Linked DNA regions of Sus scrofa: regions 1 and 3 are each linked to region 2. The links are chromatin contacts, called in public HiChIP or PLAC-seq maps. All regions are on one chromosome and are shown on one strand. Each heading gives the region's core, a stretch centred on a gene start, on an enhancer-like site or on the middle of the called end of the contact. The rest is flanking DNA. Distances are from core to core; before and after follow the strand shown.

The links. HiChIP or PLAC-seq counts read pairs in DNA pulled down with a chosen protein or histone mark.
Region 1: a contact with region 2 is called in an H3K27ac HiChIP or PLAC-seq map of skeletal muscle. The contact joins the promoter of SMTNL1 here to the promoter of LOC110259265 in region 2. A contact is called at or near these places in 2 of 5 promoter capture datasets (fetal liver and liver) and 2 of 2 datasets of contacts at active chromatin or transcription factors (alveolar macrophages and skeletal muscle).
Region 3: a contact with region 2 is called in an H3K27ac HiChIP or PLAC-seq map of skeletal muscle. The contact joins the promoter of SLC43A3 here to the promoter of LOC110259265 in region 2. A contact is called at or near these places in 2 of 2 datasets of contacts at active chromatin or transcription factors (alveolar macrophages and skeletal muscle).

The regions. Positions count from the first base shown.
Region 1 is chr2:13,383,047-13,386,976 of Sscrofa11.1, forward strand. It overlaps SMTNL1 (smoothelin-like protein 1), which reads right to left and starts at 1,797. Exons shown (of 9, transcript XM_021083035.1): 1 at 1,680-1,797.
Region 2 is chr2:13,628,323-13,632,252 of Sscrofa11.1, forward strand. LOC110259265 (182 kDa tankyrase-1-binding protein-like) reads left to right here and starts at 1,909. Exons shown (of 5, transcript XM_021083047.1): 1 at 1,909-2,072. SSRP1 (FACT complex subunit SSRP1) reads left to right here. Exons shown (of 17, transcript XM_003353864.4): 16 at 1-156; 17 at 412-911. The coding sequence ends at 483.
Region 3 is chr2:13,488,944-13,492,622 of Sscrofa11.1, forward strand. SLC43A3 (solute carrier family 43 member 3) reads left to right here and starts at 1,970. Exons shown (of 13, transcript XM_021083039.1): 1 at 1,970-2,142; 2 at 3,187-3,555. The coding sequence starts at 3,372.

The DNA.
Region 1 (3,930 bases), core at 547-3,046, 250 kb before region 2:
TTTTTATACCTCAAAGCGTGTGAGCACTTGGCCAAGACATAGCTGAGCGCCTCTTCCATTTGACCCTTGAGCTACATGCGACGCACTTAGGATGGTGGAGGGAAAGGGCCGGTGAAACACACACACCTCACTCATCCTGCGTATTCCTCCCCTCAGCTTTCCACCCCGCAGGCCTGTCATAAATAGACGAGGAGCGAAGAAACTCGGATGTGGAGGCACCAGGATAACACCACCCATCCCGGCACTGACAACTCTAGAGCCGTTCACAGCCTGCACTGCGGTGCCCACTTTTACGTCCCCGAGCAAATTCCTCACACGAACCCTTCGGAACAGGTGTTATCGGCCCCATTTTACAGATTAGGAATTCCAGGCTTGGGGAGCTGATCCCTTGACAGAAGTCCGAGGGCAATGAAATGGCCAAGTTGTACCTGGAACCCAGGTCACCTGACAACCAGTTCAGGACCTGTGGCAGGGATGCTGCCCCCACCAGCTCCTCAGCCAGCGTCCCCTTCAAAGGCTCTGGCCCAGGGTGAGGGGCATCCCTCTGGAGGGGGAGGGCAGGCACGTGGTGCTGAGGAGTCCAGGCTGCCTCTTCTAAGTGCACAGGAGACCATCTCCTCCCTCCCTTTCTCTCCACTTTCCTTCCTCCTTCCTTCCCCAGGAATCCTTGTGCCCACTGCAGACAGCTCCTCTATCCATTTGTGTTTGTTTTTTGTTTTTTTTTAGGGCCGCACCTGCAGCATATGGAAGTTCCCAGGCTAGGGGTTGAATCAGAACTACGGCTGCCAGCCTACCACAGCCACAGCAATGCGGGATCCGAGCTGCATCTGTGACCTACACCACAGCTCACAGCAATGCCGGATCCTTAACCCACTGAGGGAGGCCAGGGATCGAACCCGCAACCTCATGGATACTAGTCAGGTTCATCACTGCTGAGCCACAATGAGAGCTCCCCCCTTCCTATTTTCCTTGGCAGACCAGGAGGAAAAGGACCCAGGAGGCTGAGTTCCTGGCCCCACCAAATATAAGACAACACTTGATGGTTCTGCTAATACCCCCACAACCTAGAGCTTCCACCATCTCCCATCCCATCCACCAGGGACAACCCCTGCAGAGGCCACTCTTTTTTTGTTTGTTTGTTTAGGGCCGCACCCACGGCACATGGAGGTTCCCAGTCTAGGGGTCAAGTCAGAGCTGCAGCTGCTGACCTACACCACAGCCACAGTAATGCAGGATCTGAGAGGTGTCTGTGACCTACACCACAGCTCACAGCAACACAAAATCCTTAACCCACTGAGTGAGGCCAGGGATCGAACCCAGGTCCTCATGGATACTTGTCTGGTTCGTTACCACAGAGCCACGTTGAGAACTCTGCAGATGCCACTCTTAATAGCTTAGAGACTCTGCTTCCCACCCCAGCTGGAACTGATAAGACCCCCCAAGGCCCTCTCTACCCATGTCAGGTGCTCGTGGATAGCCACCTGCAGGCAAGTCTGTGGGTGATCTTAAGTTGCCTGGCCCCCCAGAGCTGAGCCCCGCACCTCTGGCATAGAGAGAGGTGGAAAGGACCTGGATTTCACCAACTGCAGGGCCCCGACCGGAGGCCCCCGCCTTCAGAAGGTGGGAGAGGGGTTGGCGGATGGAGGCGGTACTCAGAAAGGGGCCCAGGGCTCTCCTACCTGACGGGCCTCTGCCCTGGGGGCTTGGAGCTGCCTCCTTCCTCTAGCTGAGCGGCCTCACTCCCTGGCTGTCTTTCAGCCCCAGTGGCTTCTAGCCCCCAGCTCTTCAGTCCCCGCCCCCACCTCCAGCTGCCCCCGCCCCCACCTGCCACCCCACCCCATCCCACCCCACCCCACCCGTACGGCGAGAGCCGCAGGGCCAGGATGAGCATTGTTTACTCCTCTGTTGGTACAACACTTTCCCCTGGACTGGGAAGCTCGGATTTCCCATGGCGGTCTGACAGGTGGCACCTTTCAATCACAGCCGGTCCTTCCTGCCTGACCCCGGCCTCGTCCTGGGTTCATCTTCCTTCCCGTTGTACCCGCCTGGCCCGGGCGACCTGAAAACCATTTGGAGAGCGGTCACCAGCTGTCTGGCCTCCCCAGCCCATCCAGGGCCCAGGCTAAGCCTCCCCTGTACTGCCCCCCCCTCACCCATGTGCCTTTAAATAGACCCCTTTCCCCTTGCTCAGACTAAGCAGCTGCAGAAGGGAGGGCTGAAGAGGGGGTGCAGGGGGCAGCTGCCGAGGTGAGGATGTGGCTCAGGACCCACCAGAAGGAGATTTGGAGCGGGGGAGGGGCACAGAGGAGAGGCCCGATGGCCCAAGCTGATGGATCACTGGGCTTAGAGTCTAGAAGCTGCAAAAGCCGAGTTCTATTTTGAGCTGAAGGGACTGGTGCACAGCAGGCACTAAATAAATCTTTGTACTGAATTGAGATTTTGATCAGAAAACCTCTCCAGGTTTCCTGCGATCTAAGAAAGCTACTACCTTTGGAGAATGTTGGGGGGCAGGGCGAGGATGTCCCCACCCCTTACAAAGCTTGTGATTCTCCCAGTCACCTCCCTGTCCCCACCATTTCAGCCACACTGGCCTCTTTCCTATTCCTTCAATAAACTGATTCCTTTTCATATTCAGGAGGGTAACTTTTTGCTTCTACTCTTTACAAGACTGGTTCTTTCTCATTCTTCGGATCTCAGCTCAAATTTCATTTCCTCAGAGAGGTCTCCCATGACCTTGAGCTCCTCTCTATTGTTTCAAGCATATTTTATCTTTCTTCTTATATAATATGTGTTGGAATCCAGAACTACCTTATTTATTTCTTCGTCACCTGACTTACTCTCGAGGCTCTAAGTTCCATGAGGTCAAAGACTTTAGCTAGCAAATTGCCTGTGTCGTATGAGGTGCTCACTAAATGGATATTGGTTATATAAAATGGATATAGGCAATTTGCTAGCTAAAGTATTGTTAGTAGGAATATGGAATGGGAACTTGGGTACCTGTGTCTGGGATGATCTGAAAGTCAGGTTCAGGTACCAATGGTAGAACAGTCCCATATTGATGACTGGTTTGCTGCCTCTAGTGTTAAGATACTCCCTTCACCCATCTAGAGTTTATCTGTCCAAGGTTGGTGAGCTTTTCTATGTAGCTCTGTGGCCTGCTGTGCTCTTTAAAACTCATGCCTCAGAATTCCAATACGGCTCAGCAGGTTAAGGATCCAGTGTTGTCACTTCTGTGACTCCTGTCACTGCTTTGGCGTGGGTTTGATCCCTGACCACTGAACTGCTGTGTGCTGTGGGTGCAGCCAAAACAAAAAACCAAACCCAGAAAACAGAAGTTCCTGTTGTGGCTCAGCAGTAACAAACCTGGCTAGGATCCATGACAATGTGGGTTCAATCCCTCGCCTCACTCAGTGGGTTAAGGATCAGGCATTGCTGTGAGCCCGCGGTGTAGGTCACAGATGCAGCTCGGATCCCACTTTGCTGTGGCTGTGGTGTAGGCCAGCAGCTACAGCTCCGATTTGACCCCTAGGCTGGGAAATTCCATATGCTGTGGGTGTGGACTTAAAAAAAAAAAAGCAAAAGTATTGTTCTTCTTGCCCTACTGTCATTAGATATTGAAAACAGCCAAATATTAGGCCACTGTAACACTCACTAAAACTTGTCCACGGAGTTCTCAGATGGCTTAATGAATTAAGGATCCAGCCTTGTCACTGCTCTGGCTGGGATTCGATCCCTGGCTCCTATCTTCAGGGAATTTTGCATGCATGGGTGCGGCCAAAAAAAAAAAAAAAAAAAAAAAAAACTCAGACAATTCTTGTGTCTGTTGATCAGACGGTTTTTGAATACCTAGTATGTCCTGGGGATACTGTAGTGAACACAATAAAAATCGGCAGAACCAGATCATAGAGCAGACATTCGTGTGGGGAGATA
Region 2 (3,930 bases), core at 659-3,158:
GTAAAGATGGAGAAGAAATCAACGCCCTCCAGGGGCTCGTCATCCAAGTCTTCATCACGGCAGCTGAGTGAGAGCTTTAAGAGCAAAGAGTTTGTGTCCAGTGACGAGAGCTCCTCAGGAGAGAACAAGAGCAAGAAGAAGAGACGGCGGAGCGAGGTGCGGCCGGAGTTTGGGGGCTGAGGGTCTGGAAGGATGAGGGGCATCTGAACCGGTGGTGGGGCAGTTCTTTCTGGACTGGGGGTTGTGGTTGGTCTGTAAGAATAATGAGGGGGCATGGCTCGACCGAACGCTGCTTCTGAAGGCTAGTGTTGGAGTTAAGGCAGGGGGGAGAGGTGGGGGCTCTTCACCACAGTGGTTGGGGACACCTGGATTCGCACTGTACTTTGCTCCTAAGGGAACTTTGGTTTTCAGGACTCTGAAGAAGAGGACCTAGCCAGTACTCCCCCCAGCTCCGAGGACTCGGGGTCAGCATCTGATGAGTAGAGAGGAGGAAGATTCTCTCTCCTTGGCCTTGCCCGGTCATACCCCAGTCTCCCCACCCGCGTTCTGGTACCAGTTTCTCCTCATGTGAAATACAGTCCTTCGATTCTGTGCCATCTGAACAAGCTCCTGCCAGGATGCACTTCATGGGGGCAGCAGGGGAGACGTCTTACTCTGCTGCCTCGCAAGGATGGCTCTTTATAATTTGGGGAGAGATCGGGTGGGAGGCAGGGCAGTACAGGATCCAAATCCTTGTCCTACTTTCCTGACCTTTGGAAACTAGCTGCTGCTTGTCCTGTTCAAGTTGCTGCAAGCAGGGGTCATGTGAGGTCAGGCCTGAAGCTCCTAACTGGGGCTTATTTCTACTTTTATTTTGTATTTCTGGTCTGTGAAAAGCAACATTTAATAAAGGGAACTGACTTTGGAAACCATGTTCTTTTGCCTTCTCTCTAGCCCTGTTGTATCATCCCCACTTTTCTTTGTGTTTACTGCTCTCTCTTTTGACCCTTCAGCTGGGAAGCAAGTCTGCAGGTACATCCTGTTCTGTTCTCGGCTCAACAAGCATTGGTTTTCACTCTCTTCTGCCGGGATGGGCCACCTGAGAGTCCAGAAATGAGAGCTGATCTCATTAGAAAGTCGCTCTCACAGTTACACTCCATTAGCCAAGCTGAGGGGCGGCAGGACCGGCTCCATCCTTAATCACCTATGAGTCAAGGGTCTACCAAGGCTTCAGATAATGGAATCAGGATTGACCAGCTTCCCTGCAGACGTGGGAATGGAAACCTGAGCCTGGAGAATTGGGGAGGATGAGTGTGTGTGTGTGTGTGTGTGTGTGTGTGTGTATGTGTGTGTCGTGGGAGTGGTTGGGGTGTAGTCTGAGGGTGTGTGGGAAAGAATGGAGTATGTGTGCGGCTTTTCTTACTGGAGGAAAGGGGTATGCCGCATTTTTAAGTTAGGAATTTATATCTGGGAATGGGGCATGACAGGAGGTAAATGAAAATGAGCAAGGAAAACAGCTTCCAGTCATCCCCGTGGTTCTAAACCTGGAATTATACACGTGGAGTGGCCACGTTGCGGAGGCTCTCAGGTGTTTTGCCACAGGAAGCCTTTCCAGTCCGCCAACGGTTACCTTCTTTCTAACCGTGACTCTATGGTGCTGCAATCAGTACAAGGAGGCTGGGCCTGAGGATTGGGCAGTCCTAAAGCAGTCTCCTCTCTAGGCAGTCGTCTCGGTTGCCATTTTGCCCAAGCGCTCTTTAGCTGTTGAATTGCGTCAGTTTCGCCGGGGTCTGAGCCTGGGGCGGGCCCCTCATTTGCAAGGTTCATGAATAATTGAGTACCTGGGCTGCGCCTATTTGCATACGATCTGGCGAGTTCTGCGGGCTCTATCCACTCCTAGTTTTCACCGGCTCATGGATATTCATGAGGCGCCTTGGGGGCGTGGGCGTGGGTGGAGCTAGGGGCGGGGCCCCGCCAAGGCTCGCACTGGCTTGGTCCCGCGGTGACGGCGGCAGCAGCGGCGGTAGCGGCGGCTGAGACTGGCATCGGGGCACCGAGCCGGAGCCGAGCGGAGCCGGATCCCGGGGGAGCGCGTGAGTGCGCGGGGGCGGGCAGGAGGGTGAAGGAGGGGGCGGGGTTCGGGAGAGGTGGCGGCGGGGAAAGGCATGGAAGGAGTGGGCGCTTTCCAGTCGGGACCTCGGTTGAGATGGAAAGGGGGATCACTAGGAAAGTTTGCAGGGGCCGGGGGGCGCGTGGGAGGCGGGGGACACAGGGGAGCTGGAGCGTGTGCGCGGGGGCAGAGGGTGCACGGTCTGGCGCTCGTGCTGGCCGAGCCAGAAGAAAGGGGGGAGGGGGCGAGGGCTTGAGGCGGAGCCGGGGGCGGGCGGAGCTACTTGAGGGACCCCCGCCCTCTCTTTTCCCGGGGCCTGGCTAGCCCCCTCCCCCGGCTCCCTCGGCACGCCCCCAGCCACCCCAGTCCGCCCCCACCCAGTCCGCGTCGCCAGTCTGTTCGCCGCTGCTTCACATCCCGCGCACAGGTCCTCCGCTTCTGCCGCCACCGCCTCCTCCTCCACCCTGTTCCTCCTCCTCTCCGGCTGCTGCCGGCCCCTCTGTGTCCAGAGCTCCCCACTGGGCCCCTCCAAACGGCCCCTCGCCCCGGGCTGTTCCGTCTTCCCGTTGGCCCTCCCTCTTCCAGCAGTTCACAGGCTGTCCCTGCCGACCTCTCTGGCCCCAGATCCGCTGGAGATCCCAGGGTCCATAGGGGTGACCCCGCCTTCGGCGATGCTTCTCTGGGCCTCTGCCCCGGGGCTCGAGCTGCCTGGCCTCCCCCACTGCCCTTCTGGAGGCCTGTGCTCCCGGGGGTCAGCTAGTCTCCTCCTGACTGCTGAAGGTGGGGAGTGCTCAGAGCTGCTGTGAGTTTACAGCCCTTGGCTCTGGCCTTGGTCACCTGGGTTTCCGGGCTGGGGCCTCTGGGCTGCCGCGACCCCCTCTTCCTTTGGGGAAGGCTAACCCTGCTTCCTTGCTGCCGCGGGTCACACCGCTGAGGTGCCCATTAGGACCCCAGCTGAAAGGGTGTCTTGGTTTTGGACCAATTTGTCTCCATTTCTCACCACCCACACCATGTCCCTGGTAACATGTTCAAGGACAAGGAAACAGTCTCGTGTTTTATTTTATTTTATTTTATTTTTTCTGTCATGTGCCTCTCCTCCGTGCCCACTTGGACAGGCTCTGCAGGGTTACCCACCCACCCACAGGGAGCATCCTGCTCTGGGGGATTGACCCCCATGGGTTTCTCTCTACCCCTTCCCTGTCCCCTCCCATTTTCAAAACAAGCTGAGGCAGGGTCAGAAGTGAGAGGCAGGTGGGTTTTGCAAAGCTTGGGCACTTGAGGTCCCTTCTTGGGATTTGGTGCTCTCTTCCATACCAGCTGGAGTGGGGTGACTTTGGGGAAGGCGGTTCCCACTGCCAGGGGGCACGCGCGGGGGGTGTGTGCCTTGGGGGGGGGTTGGTGCTTCAGGAACCAGGACAGGAACTGAGAAGGTGGTGGAGTGTCTGAAGAACAGGTGATATGACTGGGGCCTGTGGGAGAGAAGGTATGGTCTGGAATGCTGGGAAGAGGAGGTGGTTACCAAGGCTGTTGGCTCATTGGTGACACTGAGTGGAATCACACCAATAGTGGCCAACATTTACTGGGCATTTACGTGTGAGTTAGGCATTGTGCTCAGCAGTTACGTGCATCCTCTCATATAAAGCTTCTTAATAGTCTCAGCAACTGCATCGTTCACATGGGGAAACTGAGGCTTAAAGCGGTAACAACATGCTTAAGGTCACAGAGCTGGAAAGCGGTAGATCCACCCAGCATTTGAATCCTGGTCTAGCAGATCCGAAGCTCCTGTTACCGGCGTCTCAGGAGGGGCACCCATTTGGCTCCTAACATAGGGCTGTGTCGCT
Region 3 (3,679 bases), core at 720-3,219, 140 kb before region 2:
GAAAAAAATCTTGCATCTTAAGTCCTGTTTGTCTAGGGCTGCTGTATCCCCCCCGCCTTAAATTACTTTTTATATTTATTTATTTATTTTTATTTTTTTGTCTTTTTTTTTTTTTTTTTTTTTTTAGGGCAGCACCAGTGGCATGTGGAAGGTTCCCAGGCTAGGGGTCTAACCAGCGCTGTTGCTATACCAGAGCCACAGCAAGGCCAGATCCATGCTGCATCTGCAACTATACCACAGTTCACGGCACCACTGGCTCCTTAGCCCACTATGCAAGGACAGGGATGGAACCCTCAACCTCACGGTTCCTAGTCGGATTAGTTTCTACTGCACCACGACGGGAACTCCCTATTTATTTATTTATTTTGCTTTTTAGGGCCGTACCCAAGGCATATGGAGGTTCTTCAGGCTAGGGGTCAAATTGGAGCTACAGCCGCCTATGCCACAGCCACAGCAATGTGGGATCTGAGCTGTGTCTGTGACCTACACCACAGCTCACGACAACACCAGATCCTTAACCCACGGAGCGAGGCCAGGGATTGAACTCACATCCTCATGGATCCTAGTCGGGTTGGTTAACCACTGAGCCATGAAGGGAACTCATTGATTAATTTTTAAAGAAAGGATTTGTTTTCTTAATGTCCCATTAGTCCATGTGAAGTCTGGGAGTATTTTTTTTTGGCTGTGCCTGTGGCATGCAGAAGTTCCCTGGGCCAGGAATCGAACCTGCGATACAGCAGTGACCCAAGCCTCAGCAGTGACAACAATGGATCCTTAACCAGTTAGAAGTTCGTGGGCATGTTAAGAGCACATGTAGAGTGAAGTTGCTCTGAAATCCCCTCCCAAGGCTGCTTCTCTGACTCTGTATCTGGACCCTGGAGAACCTAGTGCTATTCTTAAGCAGTCTGGCTACTGACTAACATACTTGCAGGGACTTCATCAACCCAGCTCATATTTCTAATTATAATTAAGATAATTAAGGTACCGCAGGCCTCATCTTACAAGTGGGGCAGTCAAAGGGCTTGCTTGGGGCTATGTAACTAGTGAGCACCTGGGTATAGAACCAGAACCGAGCAACCTGTCTTTGGGTGGTTATCCTTCTTTATCCTCCGTGTTTTAGTAGAGATCTGGAAAATACTCCCTGGTTCTGGCTTTCCACTGCCCTAATCTTTTATTTCTTTCTCATTAAAAAGAAGGGTGGGCTTAGAATCTTTTGAGTCCCTGGGGAAACCAGGAGGCTAGGCTTGGGAGTTTGTAGACTACTCTAAATATGCAAGAAGCTCTCCCTCCAATTCAGCTTTCTAAGCGGGGCTGGGAGGAAATGGCCACTGAACTAACTTGCACTGGGCTCGGAATGATAGCAGCGCAGCTGGTTCAGCTGGCTATCTCATGCTGATCACAAGCTCCGACGGCAATTATATATGTCTTTGATTAATAAAAAATGGAGCCATGAATGAATACTTAATCAACAAAGTCTGGCGGGTAGACTCTTTCAGAACCTGGGCTGGGGTGAGGCAGGGAGCAATCAAAGAGGTCCTTGGTGGTGAAAAAGCAGGATACTGCTTCAGGGGGATGGTTTCTGGAAAGATGCTGTCAGTGGGGAAAAAAAAAAAAATCCTGCGTGGCCTCCAAGTTGCCAGGTATGTTTTATCCGGGGAACTTACTGAGGACTATAGCTTGGGACACAGCCTCTTAGATACTCTGGGGAATACTCCCAAGAGGTAAAGGGAGGAGCCAGGATATCTAGGAGTTTTTGCTGGAAAAAAATAAAAATAAAAATCCATGCAGTCGAGCAGGAAAAGATTCCTGCTAATCGCAAAAGCAGACAAGTTCATGACTGTAGTTTTCTAAGTATGAGAAAAGGCAAGAATCTGAGGTCTTTGAAAAGTTATTCCTAGATAGGCATCTTAACTATCCAGGGCGGGGGCGTTTCCTGTTTTTCTCCATCCTGAATTTCCCTCGGGGCACACTGTCTGGTAGGCTGCAGGTACAGAAGTGGCTGGCAACATTCTTTGTTTCCTGAAATGCCAGGCAACGTCTTCTGTCTGCACAAATAGGGGAAAACGTGTTCTGTGCCCACCCACGTGGTCAACGCAGAGCACAAGGAATACGGCGTCCGCGTGTGTGTCCCCGTGTCCGCAGGTAAGCCGTCCGTGTGTGCTGTGAGTGCGTGACCTTTCCCGTTGCCAGTGTGAGCAACGGGATTGAAACGATCTCGGTCAGGGGAGGGAGAAGGCGCAGAGAAGAAGAGAAGCGGAAAGGGGATCAGGAGGTGCACGCCGGCGAGGTCCACCCGAGTGGAAGGAGGGGGGATTCCAGGGCGTGGTCAAAAAGAGCGTAGGACTGTGAGGCTCGGAGAAGAAGGAAATGATGGCGAGCGGGAGGTGGAGGACCTGCCAGGCGCCGCCCCGCTCACCCCGGCCCTTCCGGGACTGCTGGGGGCGTGGAGGGACTGGGAGGGGCGGCGGGAGGCGCGAATCCAAATCTTCAAAGGCGCCGAAACCCGCGTCCCGGAGAGCTCGGAGCCAGGCAGGCGAGTAGCTTGCGGCGCAGGGCTGGAGGCGGCGAGGTCCCGGGGCCGGGGAGTGATGAGGCCCTGAGGACAGGCGACCGGGGGTGGAGGGTGGGGGGGGGACGGAACGGGGTGGGGGAGCTTCTGCCCCAGGACCTCAGAGCACGTGCCGGAGGGAGAGCGGGGTGGGGGTGAGCGGCTTCTGGGCGCTTTCCCGGCAGATGGTGGTGTGAGGGGGGCGGCGGGGAAATGGGAGACTGGGGGAGTGCCAGCCGAGGGTCAGGCAGGATCGTGTTGAGGTAGGGATGTTTTTAGCATTAGACTGGCCTGCAACGTGACTGACTGGCCCATGTGACCTGGGGAAGTTGAGCCTTTTGTCGGTCAACTGAACATAAGAAAACACCCACTTTGCCAGGATATTGTGAGGACATGTGTCAAGTCTCCCATCCCCTGTTCCTGGTTCAGAATTGCTGCTATTATTTTAGCGGATGTCTCCTGAATTGGGGCTCTGTCTCTGCTTTCCCACCTGTTGCCAGTTGTGGGATAGAGAGGCCTTTGCAGCTGTTTCTGGCTGTTTCTAACCGCTGGCCTCTTTATCGTACAGAGAACGCTTTGTACACCTCTGCCTTTCCCTCAAGCCTCCTGTACCCAGCAGCCTCTGCCTTATTTTATAGGATCCAGAGAATCGCCCATTGATGGGTTTTGCCCAAGCCTGGAACAGCCAGAACAGCCAGAGAGCTTCCTGAACAGAGGGCCTGCCAAAGGGATTTTCCAAGTGCTGGAACGCCAGGCTTCGCAGCGCCTGTGGTCAGCCCAGGAGACCGCCCTTGGGATTTGAGGATCAGCTCCACCTGGAACCATGCAGGGAGCGAGCCTGCCCCTTCGGATGGCCACTCTGCTGACGGGGCTGCTGGAATGCATCGGCTTTGCGGGTGTCCTCTTCGGCTGGGCATCCCTGGTGTTCATCTTCAAAACAGAACGTTACTTTGAGAGCCTGTGTGAACCGAATGCCACGCTCATGGGCAACGCCACAGGGCCAGCTGGTAAGGGAGCAAGGACGTCTCTGGGAAGTTGAGTCTGGTTCCCAGGTCGGGGAGTGAGAAGGGGTAGGAAGAACTTCCCCCCTCTGCCCTCCCTGCCAGCCTTTCTATGGTGAGAGGAAAGCCT